Regions from separate parts of the Mus musculus genome. Here all the other regions are linked to region 4. A link is a contact called in public HiChIP or PLAC-seq and promoter capture Hi-C data. All regions are on one chromosome and are shown on one strand. Each heading gives the region's core, a stretch centred on a gene start, on an enhancer-like site or on the middle of the called end of the contact. The rest is flanking DNA. Distances are from core to core; before and after follow the strand shown. Region 1 has its middle 11 kb from the start of Gm47843. Region 2 overlaps Eya4 (EYA transcriptional coactivator and phosphatase 4). Region 3 overlaps Eya4 (EYA transcriptional coactivator and phosphatase 4). Region 4 holds the start of Eya4 (EYA transcriptional coactivator and phosphatase 4).

Region 1 (2,700 bases), core at 34-2,533, 210 kb after region 4:
TGCTTTAATCAAAGTCGAAGTTTCAATTTAAACATTCAGGAAATCTCCCTTATTTAAAGCAATCAACTCATTGCTGACAAGGTCTGGCCTCACTGTGTTTAATTTTTTGGCATCAAGCAGAACTTGATTGGTCACAGCCAGTGCACAAGAGGTCCTTCCCTCCTCACAAAGAGAGATTCCAGATCTTTTCTGCCTTGAACACAAGCCTAGAGGTATCGGTGCATTCTCAGAAAATCAATACTTTGGCAAATATTTCAATGTGGATAATGGATCTAATATTTAAAATCTAGGCAAAATTCCAGTTTCCCAGAAGCAAACAAAAGTGGCCACATTTTGTTATTCCTTTAAATATTGTATCATTTGTCATACTCTCTGGGCTATGCGGCCACTCAATAATCTGCACTTAGTTTTCAAGATTTCTATTTACTGTAGAAAAGGAAAATGATTTACCAGGTCATAGATAGGAATTAGAAAGTTCCACGGAATTGGTCAGGGAAACGTATCACAGACACAGACTCATTGGATAGACAGGTAGACACTCATGTGCTAATGGATGGGTGGAAGTTAAGTTGGAGAGGAGAGAGACATTTCATTACTCAGGAGATATGTGGAAGTGAAATTAGCTAATAAGTAAGCCAATGACATTAAGGTTGAAATAAATGATTAGCAGTCTGAAGAACAAATCGTGCAATTGAGGATTTGAAATGGTTTCACCAGTTCTCAAAGCTTATCTTCTTCTATTGAATTCTAGAAAATGAAAAACATTATGTCGGGCTCTTCAGCTTGGATTCCTTATGGAGATGTAGCCAAAGCGTTGCTAAAAACCTTCCACATGCAGAACAACTCTGAGCCTTCATAGCCCTCTATTATAATATCCGGATACTATGCCTTTCTCAATGAAAAACCAGAAAACAGACTGCAACCATTCCATTGTAAATCACTCATTTCTCTGCGATTATATAGCAGCATCTATACTAGAGACATTTTGGACATTTTAAAAGAAACACTTTGAAATAAAAATTAGACAGTGAAAATACTTCATCGTGTCAAAGTGTTTTGGAATAAGGTCCCTCTAAAATTCAACTTGAGGCACGATTCTACCAGCTCCCGGGACCCTTCTTCAGCCACTACATTAAGTTGGGTCTGCTTTAATGAAACACCAGCCTGAGGAGCTTAAACAAAATGAGTGTGTTATCACAGTTTGTTCTAGTCTAGAAATCCAAGACTGAGGTCTGGCAGAGTTTGCCTCTTGTGAAGGATCCCTTCTTGATTTGAGTGTCACCTCTGGCCATGTGTGGTCACAACAGCCTTTGCTTGGTGCTCATTTGTAGAGGAGGACGGTCTCTCCTTGCTCCAACATTAATCTTTTCATCTGAAGAGGCCATTCTTGTGGCTTCGTTTCCAAATCACTGGGGTTTAGGCTCCAGTAAGAGACTAGAAGAGCAGACAGTTCAGTCATAGAGGACCACTAACAAAATCACAAATAACTGGGCTACTTACATACTTGTTATAATTCTGTCTCATTGTGAAGTCACACTATCACATAGGTCTTCTTTCTTGAAAAGTCCATGTGTCTACCCTCAGAGACTAAAATTCATTGTTGAAAGTTAATCCATACCTCAATGTGTCCAGTGAAGAGATTTGACACATTTTCATTAAAATATTTACTACTTCATTGCTACCACTGAGGGGAAAAAGGAGACCAATTTAGTTGTTAATTCTATTAATGTTCTAGACAAAATCAAATGGTAGAAAACAGATATTGTGGAATTAGACCCTTAAAAGCATTTTCGTTACAAAAGTCCCCGGTGATTGAACTGAATGACCTCAGAGTTTGTATAGAAATGTTTCCCCACCACCACCACCACCACACACACATAACAAATGAAGCAGTATAGAGATTGCTTTCACAAAATAGAAGGAAAGTTGTTGCTCACTTTTCTGATATAATCAAGAGTGTGTTATATTTTCATTTGTCTACTATGGCATACCACAGCTCAAATACCAAGGGCCAAGAAATCACTTAAGTAAGATACATCCCATACATCACAAAAACGCACCAGCCTTTCCTGAAATATGATGTAATATTTAAGGCTGGTGTATTGTATTACTTGGGTTTTCCGTGTTTTTCCCTTGTAACTGTCACCATTTGGATGTGCTAAGTGAGCACAAGTATTTGATATACTGTATTTTATTTCCTTCTCATGCATCATTGCAGCCAGAACTCCTCCAAAGTGTGGTACAGGGGCCTCCGGGGGCCTCTGGCTGCTCTGGAATGCTCCACGAGGAGGAAGAACTTGACTCGGGGTATTGAACAGGGAGAGTGATGGCTGCAGAAATCCAGGGGAATTGTGGTAATTCTTACTCACAAAAGGCAAGGCAAAAAGTAGAAGCCTGACAACCCTGAAATGTAGGGATTTATCACCCAGACATCATGGATGGCCAGGAAACATGACCAGTAAGCGGTAGGATCACTTCCTTGTCACATCTCCATGTTTTCTCACTTTTGCAAGCCATGGGGTCTCCACTTCTCTTCGGCTACATGATAGTTGCTGTGTTGTTCCCAGCACCCTGACCCTTGCTCTATATCCCCAGCACCCTATCTTCACCCAAACCTTGCAACCAAGTCCTTAAGGTCTTTGTGGCAGCTTCCGCATTGCCAGAAAAGACAAGACCTTTCCTGTTTCGTCTGCTTTTCCA
Region 2 (2,700 bases), core at 123-2,622, 210 kb before region 4:
TAGTATTTTATTATTTTCCTAATGTGTGTGTGTGTGTGTGTGTGTGTGTGTGTGTGTGAGAGAGAGAGAGAGAGAGAGAGAGAGAGAGAGAGAGAGAGAGAGCACAAAGCATGTGGGTTTGGGTGAGTGGGGAGAAGGTGAGGACCTGGGAGGAGCTGGAGGAGGGAAACTATGATCAGGATATATTTTATGAAAAAAATCTCGTTTCAGTAAAAAATAAAGTAACGATATAAAAACACATCTTACTGTAAATGTTGTTTGCTCTTAAAGCAGTGCCAGCACGGCTCCTGGTTTCCCTGCCACTGCCACTGCCACTGCCACCACAGACAGGGTGGACAGCACACTGATAAAATGCTTTAACTACAAGTTTGAACACAGCCTTACCTTGCTGCAGCTTACGTTCCAGCTTATTTGAATAGGATTTAGATATTTGAACTTCTAAGTAACACTACACACACCCTTCTCTGCTTTCCACTCTTATACTGGATACTGGGACAAAAATTCCCTTGGGTTAATAAGTCATGCTAATCTAATACCTTTCTTTAAATAACACGATTCAAATTCATTCATACCTCAAAATTTTATTTTTATTTATGTGTATGCGTATATGTGTGTAGGTAGGTATGTGTATGTGCACATGTAAACTATGTGTGTCCGTGAATGCCAGAAGATTACACTGGATCCCCTGACCTGAAGTTATAGCTGTCTGTGAGCCTCCAGACATGGATGCTGAGAACCAATCTCAGGTCCTTTGCAAGAGCAGGGCGTGCTCTTTACCACTGAGACATCGTTCCAGCCTCAAACTAACTCTTACTTTAAAAAATAAGCTTAAACAAAACTTTTTTGGTGTGGCATTTATGAAATCTCTCTCTTTTTGCACACACACACACACACACACACATTTGTTGTTCTTTTTTCTTATTTATTTGGCTTTTTTTCTTGAGACTAGATTTCATGCTCGCTTCAAACTCCTTACATAGCCAAGGATGACACAGAACTCCTGCTTTTCAAGTGCTGGTATACCAGGTGGTTGTGTGATACATGTCTTTATGGTTTTTGCAGATCAATTTTAAGGTGATCTTCTCTCTCTCTCTCTCTCTGTCTCTCTCTCTGTCTCTCTGTCTCTGTCTCTCTTATGTCTCTCTGTCTCTCTGTCTCTCTCTGTCTCTGTCTCTGTCTCTCTCTCTCTCTCTCTCTCTCTCTCTCACACACACACACACACACACACACACACGTAGCCTTTTACTTTGGGTAGCAGTGCAAGAATGGAAAGACAAGAAAATTGCAAACTTCCAATCGCTGTCTTAAGTTACAGATAGGATGGCTAGCAGCAGCCTATGTCAGCACTAAGGAATCTGGCAGGAACAAGTCAGCTATTTAAACCTGAGATTCAGCAGCTATCACAGTGTTGAAGGGAAAAAATGGGGCCACAGGAAGTGTGTGGGTTTCTAAACACAGGAGAATCTGTTCTCAGTGGTTCTTTGCCAGTTAGTTAAGGATCTTAAAGATACCCAAAGAATACAGAAGAAAATCATGGGCAAAAGTGTTCTCCATGAGAGTAAAGCAGGCATTTAGAAGAAAATTCTGAAGGATAGCCTTATTTTTATTAAACTTTTAGTTTACAGCATGCACTGCCCTTTAAAATGAAAAATCAAAACACCATCTACACCTCATTATGTTGGTGAGAACTCAGAATGTTTGTTTCTTCTTTGCTTAATTTGTCTAGGACTCTCTCAAAGACACATGTCTTACTCTTTCTTTCTGCTGATTGCCATTTAGGTGAGTCACATGGTTAGGTGACTATAAATTATAATTATAAATATTATGTATTGAGTGTGTGCCAGTGAGATCTCTCCCTGTTGAGTATCTACTCAGCACTGGTATTGCTGGGTCAGTGGAGGGGTACAGCCATCTGGTACAGACGCAGATCTTCATAGAGGAATTACTGACCTACTGTCTCATGAGTATCACCATCCCCCATAGTTCTTGTTAGTCCTTGGTACTGTTAATCCTTATTTCAACCTTTGTGGATACATGGTGATAAGTTATTATTTGAAATAAAATTTTCTTGAAAAGTAATAATGAGGAACATGTTTTCATCTATTTAAAATTTGCCATTTTTTTCTGATTTGTAGGTGTTTATTGTGAACATTGTGTGTATGAGAGAGTGAGAATGAGTGAGAGAGACATAGACAGAGAATTAAACCCAATTCCCAGCTAACACAGAACTATGCCCTTATTATCTTATAACTATGGAGAAACTGGCAACACAATATACTTAATTAGGCAACAACAATCAGCTGATATTTGGTGATGTCAATGTGATTCCAGAATTTCTGCTATAACCACCAGGCTAATAGTTCCTCCTCCAAATAGAAATAGTTTCTCCTGATCAAGAAAGACCTCTAACAACTCACCAGAATGAAAGAATATGTTGGGAAGTCATGCATGTGACATATCTAAGACATATATGGAACCCAAACCACCCAGTGGAAAGAAAATGAAATAACCTGATTGAAGACAGAAGCAACGGCCAGAGCAGCTGGTTCTCAGAAGAAGACATAGAGATGGTCAATCAGTGTATGAAAATAGCAGTGGTAATTAGAGAAACGCAAGTTCAAACTATATACTGAAACTCACACTTTATAGGATGTCTGTTATCAAAGGAGAAAAGGGAAGTGTCATTGAACTTGGTGTGAA
Region 3 (2,700 bases), core at 191-2,690, 150 kb before region 4:
GGAATTCTCTTTCTCCCCCACATTTTATCACATGTTTTAATGAAGCCGCACTACTAAGCAATCAGGGCAGAGAGTTCCTAACTAAAGGGAAGGTTTTCCTCACAAGAGGTTGATAGTTTAGTCCTGTAGAGAGAGTCTGTGTGTGCTAGGCTGAGAGAGGACTGGACTAGATGTTGAAGGAGAGGAAGGGGTAGAGGTAGCCAGTCTGGAGCAGCCCCAGACTTGGAAGCACAGACTAGCTGTTGCTTTCTCTAGAGCCTTCTTTTGCCAGTAGCTCAGAGTTCAGCCAGCTTTACCAGAGCAGCCCTTCTCTCCATGCCTAAACAAGCCAAAGACCTTCTCTGACCCAGGTGAAACGCAATCAGAAGCCTCCTCGGCTCCAGTAGGTTTAGTTTCCTAGATTCAATTAAGTGGAGTCTACTAGGAATTTGTAAATCAAATAGTGAACTTTTTGCACATTCAGCCAATTTGGGATTTCAGTGTTTGTTATACCTTTTTTTTTTTTCCTGAAAAAAGGATGGAAATACAGCTGCTTTCTTCTTTTTTTTCTTCCCCTCTCTTTCACTATTTCCCTCCTTTCTTTCTTCTTTCCTTCCTTCCTTCCTTCCTTCCTTCCTTTCTTCCTTCCTTCCTTCCTTCCTTCCTTCCTTCCTTCCTTCCTTCCTCCCTCCCTCCCTCCCTCTTTCTTTCTTTCTTTCTTTCTTTCTTTCTTTCTTTCTTTCTTTCTTTCTCTCTCTCTCTCTCTCTCTCTCTCTCTCTCTCTCTCTCTCTCTCTCTCTCTCTCTTTCTTTCTGTTTCCAATTTCCCTTATTTCTTATTGAAGTCTCTCCTGTGTTCTTAACATTCCTAGACTACTGTCTGTCATGAAGTTCAAGTCTGTTTTCCAAAGGGAAGATTGCCAGAAAATCAAATGTTGTGGTTGCCTGGTTTTCTCTAGCATTCTTTGGAGGTTTTGCAAAGGAGGTAGAGATAGGGAATAAATACATTGACCAAAATGAAGAACTAACCGTGAAAACGATATCAAGATGAGCTTTTACTTACGGATGACACAAACGCTCCCAGAAGTACCTTTCCTAGCTTTATGCTGTAGTTTTCATTGCTGCTGGTAGTTTGGATCCTGCTAATAAGCATTTATGACACAAATTAGGAATGTATTACTAGAACAACACAATGTGCATGCTACCGGCCTGTGTGGTGGATAGGTCATTACTCCTCTGACTTTTTGAGGAAAAATGTTCTCCTCAACATTTCACTTGTAAAGTAGTGAAGATAGTTCTCCTCCCAGAGTCTGTCTCCTCGGGGGATTCTGCAAACACTTTGGATAATGAGTTGGATTTGTTGAGAATTCTTTCATGTGGTTACATGGCAGATGGACTGACTGAACAGTCATGTGAGGGTAAGAAGAGAAACACTTCTGTGTGGTTTCTGGATTCTGCATATAAGACTGGGTAAATCTTAGCAGGATTTTAGTTACAGACGGGCTCGGCAGGGTTGCATCACAGAGGCATCCTGAAGTCATGGGAAAGCTGAGAATCAAAGTGATGGACTTTGGGCATGAACTTACCATGTGCTGGGTGGAGGTTTGGGGAAGTTCCTTTAATTCACTAGCTCCACTTTTGAAAGATTAGGCAGCCCATTCTCAAATGGTGTACACTTAACATTAAGCAGTCTCATTTGTTTCTAGGAAGTCTGATCATTTTGCACAACTAAAACCTTTGTGACATTGCCTAACGCCCCCTAATTACTCTCGTTAGTCGTGACATGAGAATTAGTCACAGCCTTCGTCAGAGCCAAGTTCCTTCTCCCCATATGTGTGTGATTGAGGGTTAATTTGAGTTCTGTTGTCAAGGGGTTTGATGCTGGTTTTGACTGCGTGTGCTCACGCACGAGAGCAAGTGTGTGTGTGTGTGTGTGTGTGTGTGTGTGTGTGTGTGTATCACTTCCAGTGAAGAGCAATTTGGTAAGTAGTAAAAAAAAGAAAAAAAAAAAAAGAAAAAGTTCACCTTCACTAGCTCCACTTTGATCTTGTGAAATCCCTTCTCAACCTGGGTTTAATTGTGAGTGCAATAGAATTGGTGGCTCCATGATTCTTAGATCTCTCTGTGTAGCTGTCAGGTTACATACAAGAAAGCTTAGCTCCTGCTGGCACAGAAATCCTGAAGTCTGGATCACTCGCCAAGGGATGAAGCCAGCGTGTTGTGGAAGAATCTACAGCCCCCACATTTGCTGAGGCACTAGTCATAACTGCCAAGATGTTGAAATAACCGAATTAGTCATTAATGTCAACTGACTGTCTCCATCAGATTAGCCTATGCACATGACGAGGGGCACTCTTGGATTGTTAGTGGATCTAGGGAGCCCAGCCCATTGACTGCAGTGTCATATCTAGGCAGGTGGCTCTTTGATGTAGAAAAAGGTACTGAGCAAAACAACAGGAGCAGAAAAGCAGAAATACCCATCCAGTCTTACTACTGGCATGGTGTATAAATAATTTTACAGAGTAGAGATGCTGGTGTGAGCTTCCCTGGTCTCCCACAGGCTCTCTGCATGGTTGTCCTGTGCTGTACAGCAAACCTTAGCTACCTGTGGCTGCACTGGTGTAAGACGGTGAAAACGAAGGAATCGGCTTGCTTCTCAGTGTGCTAGTCTCAGCTCAGTCGCTCATTGGTTGAGTGTAGCTAGTGCCCACTGCACAAGACA
Region 4 (2,700 bases), core at 193-2,692:
TCAAGTACACAACACACACGCACACGGAGGTGCCCCACGTGTAGCTGCGCAGAAACCAAAACACACGCCACGCGCTTGGTGAGCCGCCACCTAGGTTGTCCCCGCGCGGGGATGCGCGCCTTCCACGGGGGCCCTCGAGTTCAGGAGGCTCCCTGAATGGTCCCTGCGTTGTCCGGGAGAAAAGGAGAAGGCCACGCCGATCCCACCCAAACCGCAAACCCCGTTAGTCTCCCAGGAACTTGAAAGATGTGAGCTGAGGCGCTAACATCCCAAACAAGGGGACGGTGGCAAAAATCAAACTGCACTCCCTTAGTTTTGCCACCGCTCTGCCACCAGGCTCAGTCAAAACCTCCTTGTTTCTTTCAGAGAGATTGCGAATCTCGAATACAAAGAAAAAAGGAAAAGAATTTAGTGCTAATAGAAAAATAAAATGAAAAGTTTGGGGTTGCTGTGGCTTGCAAAACGAAACGGGCTCACACAGTCTGTCTCCCAGTCACAGATGACCAAGCTCTACAAGCGTTTAGAGTGCCAAGGCCACCCCAGATCCAGTGAGCTCTGAGAGAAACCTGCTCGCCCCAGCCTGGTCCTTGGCTTTGGAGAAGTTAGAATTGCTCCTCAGCATCCGCTCCTGGAGCCAATGAACGCGACTCCTCTGACAAGGCGCCTCTAATTTCACAGACCCTGGCACACTGCAAGAGACATTCGTCCACGCCACGTAAAAACCATTAAAGTGACCCCCCCCCCCTGTTTAGACTGCGACCGGTACCTGGAGACCAGGGCTTGGCCTCTGGGTACACGCGCTCCCGGCCTCACGCAAACCCAGGCGCCCACGGCTCTCCAAGGGACACTGAGTGAGGCAGCACCCTTACTCCACGTAGCAGGTCATCACAAAGTATTAAATGTCACCGGGTGGGAGTGGGAAGAGTCTGGTGTAAGCTTCCCGGGCGACAGGGAACAGGGTGCAGGCAGGTAGGATCCGCACCCGGGGACGACGCGAGACTCACTCAGGTCCTGTGGCGCTAGACAAGAGGGGTTACTGGGGACCAGGTCGTTGAGGGTCTTCCTGGGCGAGCGTACCACTGAGGTCCTAGGGACCCTGGCCATGGGACACTGCTGTTGGATCATCGGGGAGAACTCCGAGGCTCACACACTCTCCCTGCGCGCGACCTCCATCCCCAGATCCCCATTCACGCACTACAAAGTGTCTAGCTAGCACTTTCTAGGGGACAGTTTGGGGGAATCATCCAAATCTGGACACACCTCCCCCCTCCATTGGACTTCAAAAACCGGGTCGGATGAAGAGAGGACACTCACCTCTGGCGGCCCGGACCGCCTTGGACTCCCGAAGTTCAATTGTCTGTCCCAGCCAGTGATCTGCGGGTCCGATCTACGTATTTACTCGCTTTCCTTCCAGTGTCTAAGTTTTCCCTTCGCGCTGTGTCTCTGGTAAAAACAGGACATCCCTTTCGGCCACCCCCAACAAATAGCTTACACAAGTGGGGGAGAAACAGGGCGGGGTGGGGGAGCCGGCTGCGAGGGGGGGGGGGGGAGGACGAAAGGAGCCGAACCAAAGTCCGAGCAGCCGAGCGGCGTTAGCGAGCAGAAGAAAAGAGAAAGCGCGCGCGCGCCGGGTGGCCGGGCGTCCCTCCGCAGGTCCCCGCCGCTCAGTCCCCTCTCTAGGGCGCCGACCGGGAAAGGTTTGCGCGCAAGCCGGGAGCCGCCGGAGCGTGCGCCGCGCCGCGGGCAGCCTCTCCCTAGCGCGCGGAGCTGGAGCCTAGAGGCAGGAGGCGGGATGTGGGGGGGTTGGGGGGGGACGTCGCCGCCTGCGTCCTGGGGCTAGGGTGGCCGCTGGGGGCCTCCCGGCAGGCCGCCGGAAGAGCAGGAGATCTTGGCGGGCGCAGAAGCCCTCTCTTTTTATTCGATCTCTGGAAACTGCCTGTTATCATCGGCTTTTTTTTTCTTTTTTGAGGTCTCGCGTGGGGGGACCTCCGGGGCTCCCCGGCTCTGCGCGTCTCTGGTGGCGCCGCGGTAATCTCCGCGCCCTCTGCGCCGCCTCACCCCGCCCCCACCCCGCCTGGCGCTGGCCACCGAGGCCTTTAGACTGAAGGGACCAGCCCGCCACCGGGCTCCTCGGTCCCCCACCTGCTTCTGGGCGGCGGTCCCCTAACTACCCTGTGCGAGCTACAGGCCCTCAGTCGGACTCCTTGCCACTTACCCCAAGAGAGGAGGCAGAAGGGACTCTAGTCCACTTGCAACAAAGTTAAACGCCAACTGACACCAGCCCAAAGCTTGCTCTGGATTTAGGAAAGAGCTTTTTCCTGGAGATGGAAGCGATGAAGGAGTTAGCAGCGTGCAGACGGGCAGCACTGGGAAGTGCCTGGGCCCCTTCCAGGCCGGGCGCAGCTATAGGCGCCCCTCCCAGGCGCCCAAAGGTCAGACTGCAGTGACTTCCAAAGGCCAGTCAGAACTGCTCAGGGCACACTGCTGAAATGGCATTTTGAGCCTATGCCTTCTGTTGATGTCTTTTGTACCTACATTGGATTTCATATTTCACAGACAAATATAAATATCACACTCTTGGACCAAAGCAAAGACAATCCCCAAATATTACTCCCATATAACCCCACCTTTCCCTAAAGCCCATTGTCTCCATCAGTAACATCTGTCCTGATACTTTGATAATGTGTATCAACTCATTTT

The links. Promoter capture Hi-C pulls out the DNA fragments that hold promoters and counts their contacts. HiChIP or PLAC-seq counts read pairs in DNA pulled down with a chosen protein or histone mark.
Region 1: an H3K4me3 HiChIP or PLAC-seq map of craniofacial prominence shows a contact between it and region 4, with 3 times the contacts expected there. The contact joins the enhancer-like site here to the promoter of Eya4 in region 4. A contact is called at or near these places in 6 of 39 promoter capture datasets (the 3T3-L1 cell line, 3T3-L1-derived adipocytes, cranial neural crest and 2 more), 2 of 484 Hi-C or Micro-C datasets (both in embryonic fibroblasts), 4 of 115 datasets of contacts at active chromatin or transcription factors (craniofacial prominence, embryonic limb bud and embryonic stem cells) and 1 of 9 other capture datasets (adipose tissue).
Region 2: a contact with region 4 is called in a promoter capture Hi-C map of maxillary cranial neural crest. The contact joins the enhancer-like site here to the promoter of Eya4 in region 4. A contact is called at or near these places in 8 of 39 promoter capture datasets (the 3T3-L1 cell line, 3T3-L1-derived adipocytes, cranial neural crest and 5 more), 1 of 484 Hi-C or Micro-C datasets (embryonic stem cells), 5 of 115 datasets of contacts at active chromatin or transcription factors (the NIH/3T3 cell line, craniofacial prominence, embryonic forebrain and 2 more) and 1 of 9 other capture datasets (adipose tissue).
Region 3: an H3K27ac HiChIP or PLAC-seq map of vascular smooth muscle cells shows a contact between it and region 4, with 4 times the contacts expected there. The contact joins the enhancer-like site here to the promoter of Eya4 in region 4. A contact is called at or near these places in 4 of 39 promoter capture datasets (the 3T3-L1 cell line, cranial neural crest and hippocampal neurons), 3 of 484 Hi-C or Micro-C datasets (cortical neurons, muscle stem cells and myocytes), 7 of 115 datasets of contacts at active chromatin or transcription factors (craniofacial prominence, differentiating embryonic stem cells, embryonic fibroblasts and 4 more) and 2 of 9 other capture datasets (adipose tissue and pancreatic islet).

Annotation. Positions count from the first base shown.
Region 1 is chr10:23,562,563-23,565,262 of GRCm38.p6, forward strand. No RefSeq gene overlaps it. Among named protein-coding and RNA genes, the nearest start is that of Gm47843, 11 kb to the right of the region's middle. Within about 2 kb of position 1,284, at least 6 of the 459 cell types and tissues checked have an H3K27ac peak or open chromatin away from gene starts, as enhancers often do. A contact at or near this core is called in craniofacial prominence and embryonic limb bud, where this site is marked.
Region 2 is chr10:23,143,394-23,146,093 of GRCm38.p6, forward strand. All of the region lies in intron 10 of Eya4 (EYA transcriptional coactivator and phosphatase 4), which reads right to left. Among named protein-coding and RNA genes, the nearest start is that of Gm24655, 22 kb to the right of the region's middle. Within about 2 kb of position 1,373, at least 9 of the 459 cell types and tissues checked have an H3K27ac peak or open chromatin away from gene starts, as enhancers often do.
Region 3 is chr10:23,201,866-23,204,565 of GRCm38.p6, forward strand. The region is part of intron 3 of Eya4 (EYA transcriptional coactivator and phosphatase 4); the gene reads right to left. Among named protein-coding and RNA genes, the nearest start is that of Gm24655, 36 kb to the left of the region's middle. Within about 2 kb of position 1,441, at least 60 of the 459 cell types and tissues checked have an H3K27ac peak or open chromatin away from gene starts, as enhancers often do. A contact at or near this core is called in embryonic fibroblasts, muscle stem cells, myocytes and 1 more, where this site is marked.
Region 4 is chr10:23,348,448-23,351,147 of GRCm38.p6, forward strand. It overlaps Eya4 (EYA transcriptional coactivator and phosphatase 4), which reads right to left and starts at 1,443. Exons shown (of 19, transcript NM_001347372.1): 1 at 1,315-1,443.